Regions from separate parts of the Rattus norvegicus genome. Here region 1 is linked to region 2. Evidence: chromatin contacts called from public Hi-C data. All regions are on one chromosome and are shown on one strand. The core of a region is the stretch at or near the end of the contact, and the rest is flanking DNA. Distances in the headings are between cores, read along the strand shown. Region 1 has its middle 35 kb from the start of Rpl19l1. Region 2 holds the start of Dnah11 (dynein, axonemal, heavy chain 11).

Region 1 (6,189 bases), core at 2,932-5,431, 260 kb after region 2:
CCAAATCTGACCCCGCAAAATCCAAAGGACGGGTGAAACAAAGTTACTTTGTGATGTTGGCTCCAGGGTCAAAATCCAAAGGGTGGGTGAAACAAAGTTACTTTGTGATGTTGTTGGCTCCAGGGTCTTTCTGAAGAAGTGGACCGCTGCTCTTCACCTGGTGGACTGCCTGGTGCCATTCACACTCACAGCTTAAACCAGCTGTCTTCAGCTTCCTGGACGCCACAATTTGGCGAATTCCCAGCAGCACCTTTGCTCAGGGAGAGGGAGTGGTTCGGTCTTCCTGGTGTGAGAACCTCTGAGAGGTACTTAACTCCTCTGCCTGATAACTCTGTTTAGAAACACTTACCATGTGTTGATCTCTTAAACACTGACACTCATAGCACTGGGCAGTAAATATTGGAGACCGGTTTGAAACAGAAATTATTTTGAGGAATGGTTTTGGAATCTGCCTGGTGGACTAAGCAAATAGTCCTAAGCGTAGGCTGGTGAGGTGTACTGAGTACATGTGCCGTGCTTTCATGATTTGGTAGTTATAGAGACTCGAGGAGATTGTCTAAGGAAAAATAACAATGGCTAGACAGGCTTGCTTTACTTTCCTACCAATCCCTTATACTTTTTTGAGTTGGCCAAGCCCCGCCCCAAACACACACACACACACACACACACACACACACACACACACACACACACAAACTCTCTCAAAGACATTTTCAATTTTCTTTTAAATTTGATTAACCTGCAAGTTATTTACCCAAGAATGGGATTCATTTATTTCATATGCACAGGTCAAATAAGGATGCTATAACCTGGAACTCTCAAATATCTGGGACATTGACACCTAACAGTAAAAGATGAGTTATTGGGCTGAGGATATACTCAGGGGTGGAGCATTTTTTTCAGCATGTATGAGGTCCTGGGCTTGATTTTTATAGCAAGATATGCTCTACCATTTTCTTCCACTTTTGGCCTTGACATCCTCAACCGGACAAGGGGACAATTTCTTTCCACACTTATTGAATGTTATCTGTCAAGCGCTTTCATATTACTATCATACTTAAGACTCTCAAGCAGACCTCTGAGGTCCTTATTTTATCCTCAGTTTACTGCTAAGAGACCAGTGTGTTCTGGGGATATTCAATAAAGCCCAAACCCACCTGGCTGATACGCAGTAGAGTCTGGGATGGAACTCCCGCTGTGAGTGTCACTACGGGGTTGGGACTGCTGTATTTCGGTAATACATTAAGATATCATGAGGGGCTGGGGATTTAGCTCAGTGGTAGAGCGCTTACCTAGGAAGCGCAAGGCCCTGGGTTCGGTCCCCAGCTCCGAAAAAAGAACCAAAAAAAAAAAAAAAGATATCATGAAAAGTGGGATCTGGATGAGAGAGAGAGAGAGAGAGAGAGAGAGAGAGAGAGAGAGAGAGAGAGAGAGGATAATTTGGAGCTGCCCATGCTGGTAGGCACTTTGCTCCCTTGACACAAGCTACAGACATCTGGGAAGAGGGAAACTCAACTGAGAAAATAGCTCTACCAGATTGGCCCGTGTGGGCAAGTCCACTGGGCATTTAATCTTGATTAATGTTTGATGTGGGGACACATACACACTAACTAGTATCACCCCTGGGTCCTGAGAGGCATAAGGAAGTTCACTGAGCAAGCCATGGGGAGCAAGCCAGAGAGCAGCACTCCTCCATGGCCTTTGCTTCAGTTCTTGCCTTGGCTTCCTGTAGTGACAGACTACAACCTGTAAGGCAAATAAACTCTTTTCCTCCCCAAGTTGGTTGTGCTGTCTATTACAGTAATAGGAAGCAAACTCCTACATTGCCTTTCCAAGAAACACAAAGCTAGCCTTCCCATGCAGGATACTTAAAGGGAGAACAGTATAGTACCACATCAGAATCTTGTGTTGCTCATACAAGCCACAGGGTTAAAGATATGGAGTCTATATGTTTCCCAGTAGTTTCTCTCCTCTGAACAGGGAGAGAAATAATAGTACCTACTTCCTGATGGTGGCTTGAGTATTAATGTACTGCCTCATCTAATACACAGCTCAACTTAGCTCAGCTGCTATCAGTTTTTAGTATCTACAAGTATTAACATGAAAAGGTGTCCCAGGAACTTTGTAGTTCATGTGACTACAAGGGGACATTGAAAGGTAGCAAGGGCAAATCGGCATCAAGTGAGCCTCTACCCCAAAATATGGATCTGTGCATGAGACAGTCCTAGAAGCATTGCATCCCCCTGTTAACTGTACTAGTCTCTGCACATGTCACATCATTATTTTCTTATAAAATGTGATACTTTTAAATAAAAATATCCCTCAGCTATATAATAAATACGGAATATACTGTAAAAAAACAAAGCAAACAAACACCTTCTCGGGACTGGAGATGTGGCTCAGCAGTTAAGAGCACTTGCAGTTCTTCCAAAGGATCTGATCTCCATTCTCAGCACGCTCCTGTCTCACAACTGCCTGGGACCCTAACTCCAGGGAATCAGATGCCTTCTTCAGGCCTCTTTGGACAACTTTACTCATGTGCACACAGACAGAGGTGAAGGGTGATGGAGAGAAAAAGGGAAAAAGTGTTCCCCCAAACAATAAATCCAAAATAAATAATCCCAAAGGGAAAGTACCCCAGGACTCAGGTCTCTTCTATGGGTCCTGAGTTCCAAGGCACGTTAGGAATTGGAGGGTGACAACTTACTGGCTCGGTTCTTTAATCCTGAGCAAATCATTTAGTGCAGGTGTTTGGCTTGGAGGGTTACTACCCACACGTATCGTCTAACACCAGTGGCTTGTTCTCTTTGCAGTCTGGCCTCAACTTCCCCAGCCTCTTGCCTGAGCCTCTGAAATGCTAGGATTTCAAGCATGTGCCTAGCTCATTTGGTTGTCACAAAGCTGAACCCAAGCACCCAAGGACACTCGGGTTCTTTCAAGCATCTTCTAGCTGAGCAACATCACAGCCAACGACTAAGATGGCATCATGCATTAGGTGGCTGCACTGTGGTGTCTGCATGAGAAAGCAAACCCAGGAGTCTCCAAGCCCTTCATGTTCAGAATGTCCCTTGCACCTGTTGTACAACGTATAGTTTAAACGTCTCTCAGGACTTCCTCAGTTGGGGTTTTACTGAAGTCTCTACTGACTAAAAATTATTAAAGCCTCCAAGGCACCTCAAATCAGAATAAACCCTGTTTTATTACAAAACATAAATACCACAATAACCAATTGAGGGTGTAAAGAAGGGCAAGTGTTAGAATACCTGAAGATTTTTAATCAGGATGATTGAAGCCTTGTACTTTCCAACCTTAAGTCAGGAATTTATGGATACAAAGACTAATGTGATTTTAATTCAGAATTCAGCCAACCATGCCAATAAATTCATTTCAAACATGTTAGACTAAAAGCTGACTGCCCTCTGGTGGGCTGTTTTTTAAAATATTTAGTGTTTCTTTAACTGAAGTGCTTAAAATATTGCACAGAGGCATGAAACTATTTTACAGTGCAATTTGTGAGGATAAAATTATTTGGGAATGGGGAAGCATTTTTTTAATTATATAAACTTAAGTTTGGCCGATTTATGCTTCTTTAAACTAAAATTTCCATTTGTGAGCAAATTTATCCGATTTTCAAATCTCAAATTAAAAAAAAAAAACAGGGAAAAAGAAAATCATTTTTCTCGAGGCTCATTTTCATTTCAAAATGTTGACATTCTAATTAATTTTCAGCTTTTCACAGCCATGGGGGGAAGTTACACACTTATCACGGTTAAATTGTTTCTGGGTATACACCATTTTCATGTAATTTTATTGTCTGAAAGAGAAATAGCATAATCCTATTCCCAATAAAATATATATTTGTTTTTATTTAAAGCGATAGCATATCACATAAAAGTACAAGGGCTAAGGCTGATATAATATGGGGAAAATTCAGAAGGTGTTGGCACATGCTCTGGCCAGCCTGGGATAGGGCAGTGTCTCACCCCCACCCCTCACCCCCACCCTGTTTGCAGTTCCCCTGGAATACTGGGGTGGGCTGAAATCTCCAAACGCCATTGCCACTGAGTCTGCCAATTCTCATCTGTTTCGCGTGGATTTGCGTGTTAAAGGCTTCCCAGGCACTGCTGATCCCACTTCAGCACTGTGAGCTTCAGTTCAGGATTCTGACTCTGGCCATAAATTACTTCCTTAGCGCCTGTGCGCTATGTGAACAAATCCTGTTGAGCATGATCACATTAATGTAGGTACTTCAAATAGCTGAAGATGGAAGATATAGGGGAAAAAATAAAGTTTTATTACTTTAAAACGCTTATTGTCTCTGCGAGGAAAAATAAAAATGTGTACCGAGCGATTTATCTGGTGAGTTTCGTGTATACTGGCAATGACTCAGAATCCTCCACATCCCTCCTCCCTTCCTTCCTGATGACTGACTCTCTTAGAGAGGCCTAATATTTTGTCTCTGAATTCCTTTTTTTGAATCTGAAACGGAAACTTACAAGAAAGAGAAGTCTTCTCTTGAGACAACGGAATTAAAGATTGCAATTAAATCACAAAATCAAGTTAATTCTGTGGCTGTAAATACCCAGCTTTAGGTTAATAAGCACCTGTGCCATCAGATATGACGTAACAGTGCAGGTCCCCGAATACAGTCAGTCTTTCAGAAACGTTTGTAACACCCAACAGCAACTCGAAGTCAAGAATGCAACAACGTTTTCAATTGCTACCTAAAAGCTGGACAGAGCAAGGTAACCTAAAACAGCTATGCTTTTAAAACTAATTAGCATATGCAATGACCTTAAAAATGTAAAGATGTCTCCTCCATGAGACTAATTTTCTTCCCCAACCCAACAGGAGGTAAATGGAAATACAGAACGGAAGAGTGCTTAACATAGAATTACTGGTTTAAAATTGTAGCCCCTGCCCCCTCCAAAATAAAATTTTGTACCCCAGCACGCTATTTTATAAAGGCTTGCTGGAACTTAGTTAGAAAGCAGTAAAACACAAACTAAACCAAAGTCAGCAGTCGTGGTGGTTTTGTTTTCTGGTCTTTCCCTCTTGGAGGTCAAGGGACGCAGCTCTCTCTCTCTCTCTCTCTCTCTCTCTCTCTCTCTCTCTCTCTCTCTCTCTCTCTCTCTCTCTCTCTCTGTGTGTGTTCAAAGGAGGTTTAGTTAGTCTTTCATTTAAAGAAAATGAAAATGTAGACTCTACCTTATTTAGCATTATTGCTCACGCCATGTTTTCTGGAAGTTCCGAAAAACATGAATAGAAACAAACCGGTGTATGAGTGTCCACAGAAGGAAAAGAAGCCTCCTTACCCAGTGCTTCAGGTAGGTAGACACTGTGATGCGAGCATGTTTGTGCGTGTATCTACTTAAATACATACCATCCTACCATTCTCTCGGAGCTTGCAGTCATGTGTGCTTTCTGCGTCCAGCAAATCAATATTCTTATAATTTTAAACGGGATTTTTTTTTCTCGCGTCGTAAATGGGACTTGTCGACCCGCAGGGTTGCAGCTTCAGATCCGCAGGGCTGGGGTCCGCTCCCGCGCTGTGCTTTTTCATCAACAGAGGGCGCTCTGTGGTTTGCCAAGGAACCTGACTAGTCTCACGGCCGGCCGAGCTGGGCAGCGGGTGAAGCATCCCTTAGCCTGGTTTGCAGTTTTTCCCCCATACCAGTCAGAAGCTCTTTCAACTGGCTAGTGTATAATTTATTGGAAATGCTACTGATCATTGAAACAACATACGTGAATGAAAGGGAACCCCATGATTTTACAAAAGTCGGATGACCGTGACATCTAAGGCTGCTACTAACCTATTGGAAATGATGATAAGCATAGAATTGACATGCAGACTGGTATGCCTTCACCTTGGAAAGCTCAGGCGATGGCTTTATTTACATAGTCCACCTCAGTCCTGAGCGCGGGAGTGTTCCTCGTTGTGTCCCACTTTAATAAATTATACTGTTTTATATCTGGTCCTAGACAAACGAAATAATTCCTCCTGAGGTAATCTGACTAGGACCTAATTGACACATTAGGAGAGCTCTGGGAAGCTTTTTCTCCGCTGCAGGTTAGAGAGAAGATACTAGATGCCAATGTCATTAATTTCTCACCAGCCAAAAGCACTAAATTTCGATTGAAAACTTGAGAGAATGAAAAAAAAAGATGTACTTTAAGAAAATTAGATCT
Region 2 (5,822 bases), core at 234-2,733:
CACACACACACACACACACACACGGAAGTGACATCAGTTTTAAAGGAAAACACATCAGAAAGTAAAGCAATTGGACACAAGTTTTTAGAGTTCTATTGATAAGTAACTTTCCAAAGCACACCTCTGCTACAAACAAGTATGGAGGTGACTTTTCTTGGAACTTATGTTTGGGGGTAGAGAGACAGTTCCTTTCCCAAACACCCACATGGTGGTAATTCACAATAATCTGTAACTCCAGTTCCAAGGAATCCCAACACCCCTCTTCTGACCTCCATGGGCACCGGGTACTCACAAGGTGCCCAGACATACACGCAGGCAAGCATGCATACACATAAAAATAAAATGAATAGATCGTCTAAAAGGAATTTACAATATAACTGCCAAGATAATACTTCTAGAAATTACTAATAATCTAATTTACAAAACAAGCATGTTTATTTTGTGCTTTAAACGACACCAGCCAGTCTTATTTGTTTGTTATTGTTGATTTTTGTTGTTTGTTTAGTTTGTGGTTTTGACAGGGTCTCATGGTGTAGCCCTGGATGTCCTGAAACTCACTGGGTAGACCAGGCTGGTCAGAAACTCACAGAGATCCTCCTGCCTCCTCTGCCACTGCCTCTTCCTCCCAAGTGCTAGGAGTTAATAAAGTAAGCGCCACCACAGTCCAGCCTGCTCCCGCTCCCTTTTTTTGTTAGAACTCGATTATTTCTTTCCTGGACAAAATGTAGTATAGATGCTGAAACAACTCACGCTATAAGGGTTTAGCTTGAGTTGTTTAAAAGAATATGACTCTGGAGTTCCGTCGGGGTCTGAAACAGAAGTTATTTGGCCCCGCAAAGCTCTCCTGGCACCATTAGCCCAGGCTGCCTTAGTTTTCTTGCATTATTTTATACAAATATCTCTTTCGACAGGCATCCCTTGCAGAAAACTAACATACAGTGTTTTCTGTAGAGCTGGTGCACAAGGGGACACAGAGACCAGGAGGTGGACTTCAAGTTACGTTTAAATCCCACAGCCTGCATCCTCTCAAGTTGCGCCTTACCTCGGGGGACGCCGAGAGCAACCCCGGGGCGACACTAAACACCAGGCTAGCAGGACCACTGCTCTCCAGAAAGTCTCCTAGGACCTGCCGGTGGTCCTCGCTCTCCAGATATTCGCCCCACGTCTCCTCCGGGAACCCCAGCGCTTGCTGCAGACGGCCTCCCAGGAAGCGCACCCGGGGGTCTACGGCAAAACGTTGCGCTCTCCGTGCAGCCTCCGCCTCCTCGTCTTCCTCGTCCTCCTGCTCCGAGGGGCTGAGCCGCAGCACGGTCCCTTCTTCCTGGGCTGCCATCTCGTACCTAGCTAGAGAGGATTCTCGGAGTCCTGTGCCACAGAGGCGATCTCCCGAGGCAGTGCCAGCAGTTCTGACTGCAGAGCCAGGAGCACTGGAGGCGCGGTGGCCCGGACTGCATCGCGTCCCGTTGCCAGGGAGATGGCCGCCCTGCCCCAGCCCCGGAAGGAGGGAGGGAGGAGTGAGTCTTGAGCCTCTTGGAGCCTCCAGGCAGAAGAAATCAGGCCAGGGAACCATTGGATTTCTCTGTTTTCACCCCCTGGGCATCTTGGAGTTCCCAGAAATGTTCCAGGACTAGCTAGAGGCTCTGGATTTAGCAGTACTGTCTTGAGCAGATATTCCTGCTAATTTGCTGCCCTGGTTAGTTCATCTGGTCCCTACAAAGCCAGGGATAATTGCTCAGTGTTTAACTGTGGGTGAAGTATGCCCCAAAGTAATTCGGTAGACCTCCTCATTGCTGTCTTTAAGTTCCTGGGAGGACAGTGTCCCAGTAAAACAAAACAAACAAAAAACTCTCTTACTTTCCTAATTGTCAAAGTCCAAGATCTAGGCATCACAAATCCTGATTCTTACCCCCAAAGAGACTGCAATGAGCTTTTTATAAAAGGCCAAATGCATCAAACGCAAATGCTAGAGTTGAGGGTAAGAACTTATCTCAGGCAGGATGGTGGCAGAGCATAGTCGAAGCCCTAACTTCCATCCCCAGCGCTCAGAAATCTTACTTTATCCGTCATTCGCTGATATTCTTATTATTAAAGTATTCAGAATTTTGAAGTGGGAGAGAGTCTTCGAACTAAATAGGTTTCACCCATCCCCTTTCTTTCCCAACAGGAGTTACCTTTGATAATTCATCCGTATTTATAGTAAGGCTTGAACATTCTTGTTTTCCTTTGGGAATATTGCCTCTCACATCCATCTAGATGTTTTTCTGGTTATATTATCAGATTCTTAGGTTTAAATGTTTCTGGAGAGCCTTCATAAAGATGTCACAGCCAACATCAAATCTGCCTTGTGATTTATGGTGTCTCTTGGGAGTGTCCAGAACCTAGGTGTAGGAGATTAACCCTGAGTTTATATTCCCTTGACCTTATATTCTAGGTTTGTATGCTCCTAATTCTGGTACCAGAGAAACTGTCTGTAAATAAATAAATTGAGGAGATGGCCTACTGCCTCAGAGCTTGAGCCCCGTAAGCCTGGCTACCACAACCGTAGCCCTAGAATTCACATAAAAGCTCAGTTTGGTGGTGTGTTCCTATAACCTAGCACTTCTAAGATGGGATGGGAAGCTGAGGCAGGAGAATCACCTGGAAGCTCACGGGCTAGCTATCCTGGAGTACACAGCAGCTGAAACTAGAGAAGGCTTGCCTCAGCAAGGTGGAAGGCCAGACCAACTCCCCAGAGTTGTCTCTGACCCGTAACAGGTGCCTGTCACACACATCTCTCACACACACACACACACACACACACACACACACACACACACACACACACACGATTGTGTAATCAATACATTTATTTTAAATTAAATTATAAGTCAATAAACTACTTTCAATTTGGGGAGGGAACAATTAGAACAATAAGGCTAGTATTAAAGTAAGCTTTTCAAGGACTCAAATGTAACAAAATAGCCAATGAAAATGTAGCAAAGAATTTAACTCACTAGCAGCCATGAGAACAGTGAAGTTGCTGTAAAGGGAGCCTGCCAGGCTCGGTGCATATTCACAAAGACCAGTGCAATTTTTACTTGTCATTGAGTTTTCTCTAGCAGAATAGTTCCTTTTTTCAGAATTTACATCTGTAATTAGCAAGTATCTACAAATAAAAAATATAACTTTTATAAACCCAGAGTTTGAGTCTTTCCTTATAGTAGATATTAAGAAATGCATTTTCCCTAGAGAGTTTGTACCTTAGAGTAATAAAATCATCACTTAGAAAGACATGCTTTCCCTCCTTGGATCAAGTGTTATTTAAAAATACCAAGTAGGTACCATGCTGAGTTCACTTGGTTTCTCAAGAAAATCCTTATTAAACACCTACTGGGTGCCAAACACTGCCCTGCTGCTGAGCACTGCAGCATGTCGGCACTCTAAGCGTCTCTCCTCACATTGTTGTCTAAGCTAGCTCCACACTGTCTGGACTGAGGTTGTTCTACCTGGGTTTGCCTTCCCTTTCTATCAGGTGCTGTCAGGAGCCACCTAGGATAGGCTAAAGGCGTGCAGGTGACTTTTCTGGAGATGGCCCACCATTTTTGCATGGCTGTGATGGGTAAGCTCTGAGTTGCAGGGCCTTGAGAAATTTCATCTCAGGATTGCTTCTTGCAGCTGAAATGCCTTTTCCTATCACTATTACATAGTGTAATGATTCCTGGCATTAGCCCACCCTGTTGAGCAGATTTTCTGCAGATCGACATAAAGATAAACTTTCATGAATTAATGCTGCTTAGATGAATTTATGATTTCACAGAATTACTGATTTGATTTAAACAATTTTAGAAAGAAAGTTTTCAGATGGTTTTCGTCGTTTTGCCAAAAAGATGTAATAAAGGTAGACTCAAGAATAGAATTCACCCCTCCTCAGAGAATAGTAAGTAAAGGCTGCATAATAAGCCAAGCAATAAGCTTTCATAATCACACTAAGAAGAGATATAGGCTTGGGACAAATATGTGTTCAAGGAAAAACATTCAGGACCAAGGATGAAGCCACAGGTGTGCACTCACTATGATAAGGCAAGGCCGTGTGAAAACTCTTGCTTTGGACTTATGTGCTTATAGAATGAAACACTGCTTTGAACTTGTTACGGGTTCTTCTCTGTAATTCCCCTTCTGTGTAACATTTTATCTCTGAGGTAATTCTTCCTTACATAGAGAACTTTTTGTTTAAAAGGCTATAAAAATTGTTAATAGCAATAAAGAAAGGTGGTGTGGCCATTTCTGCTACATCTAGAATGTGTGTACGTGCGAGCGTCTATGTGTGTGTTTGAATGTGTTCCTTGTTTTCCTTCTCTTTTCTCTCTACTTCACAGAGAATAAACTCCAGGCTTTTCACCTGGCCTGCAAGAGACTCCTGGGCAAAAGAGAAAGGAACTCTAACAATGAATCCTTTACTTAATTCCCTGATGCCACACAGCAGGAGTTAATTACCTGAAACCTTAGGATAGTAAAGAGTTTTTTAAAAGGTAAATATTACCAAAAGTAAGCAATTGCACCCCCCAAATCACAACCTCTGCCACCACAACCTCCAACACCCCCATCTCTGCCTTCCCTGGGAAACCCCATGAAGCCCGGAAGGTCACCCACAAGGTGCTAAGTGTGTGATCCCAGCAAGCCATTTTCCCCTCTGGGTGCCTCGGTTTCCTCACCTGACATAGGAAATCATCAACATTTCAGCAAACACTTCCTCCCTTCACCTTCCCTTGAGAAGGGTTCACTTTAATATTCCTGGAGTTGCTTCAGTAATGGGATGTGAGCAGAGGTAACACAGGTTCCAGATGACTTCGTATGTTGGAGCTTGTCTCCTGTGCTTTAGGGGAGAACATTCTCAAGTAGCCTGCTGCTACAGGGAACCAATCTCTTATCCCCTTTCCCACTCCCACCAAACCTCTGGTCTTCCCGGTAAGGTCTCTCCAACTTTCACCTCTCCCTCCAACCCCAAACTGTACCCCACCCCCCATTGGCCTTAATTAGGATTGTTTGCTTGGGCATGAGTGAAAGGCTATTTAATCCAGTAAGGACAATTTAGCAGAGATAATCCACTAAAAAACATGAGTCCCCCCCCAGCTCCCTCCAGCAACTATTAACTGCCTAACAGTCCTCAGGGAGGTGTGGAGCTCTGCAAGTCCCACCCTTATTAATGATGGCTGTTGGTGAGCCTACACTCTGCAGATAATCACTACTGCTGTGAACGTGTGAGTACGACAGTCATTTCGTGTCCAGAAGACAGTGTTTTATAGCATTGCTTCCATTCCTATTTCTTTTAATGTTCTTTTAGCCCCATCTTTCAGTGTTTTCTGAGCCTGGGGTTGGAGGTTGGGAGTTGGCATAGATGTTTACAGTATTAGGCATGAATTCCCTCTGGTGGAGCAGGCCTGGGAGCCAATCGGAAAGCAGTGGGTTATCCTCATAACAGCCATGCTGCTGCTGTACCAGTGGGCATATCCAGCCTGGTGGGTTTGTAATGGAGTTCATAGAGTTCATAGATAGGTAAGACCGTCAATCACTTTTCTCCCTAGCAGCCTTCATAACACCTTTCAGAGCCATAAAAAATGGGGCACTGGGAGGAAGTGTTTGGCTCAGTTCCAGCTATTTACGTCCTGCAACCAAAGTACTTATGTCTTCTCCAATAGCATCTTGTTGGCAAGTTTCAGTGAGCAATCCATGTCCTGTGTGGATTGATGTCTATATGCAGGTGAGGGCAGGTACAAGATAAGGCAAGGCCTGTGATTGGGAAATGGAAAAGAAAGGCAGGGGCAGAGTTTTCGAAAGGTGGGGTG

Evidence for each region. Hi-C and Micro-C count contacts between places; a contact is called where the count stands out from the background.
Region 1: a Hi-C map of the A7r5 cell line shows a contact between it and region 2, with 3 times the contacts expected there. The contact joins the enhancer-like site here to the promoter of Dnah11 in region 2. A contact is called at or near these places in 2 of 12 Hi-C or Micro-C datasets (the A7r5 cell line and the Rat2 cell line).

What each region holds. Positions count from the first base shown.
Region 1 is chr6:145,553,665-145,559,853 of GRCr8, forward strand. No RefSeq gene overlaps it. Among named protein-coding and RNA genes, the nearest start is that of Rpl19l1, 35 kb to the right of the region's middle. Within about 2 kb of position 4,182, at least 1 of the 93 cell types and tissues checked has an H3K27ac peak or open chromatin away from gene starts, as enhancers often do. A contact at or near this core is called in the A7r5 cell line, where this site is marked.
Region 2 is chr6:145,297,040-145,302,861 of GRCr8, forward strand. It overlaps Dnah11 (dynein, axonemal, heavy chain 11), which reads right to left and starts at 1,484. Exons shown (of 82, transcript XM_063262810.1): 1 at 1,043-1,484. The coding sequence starts at 1,333.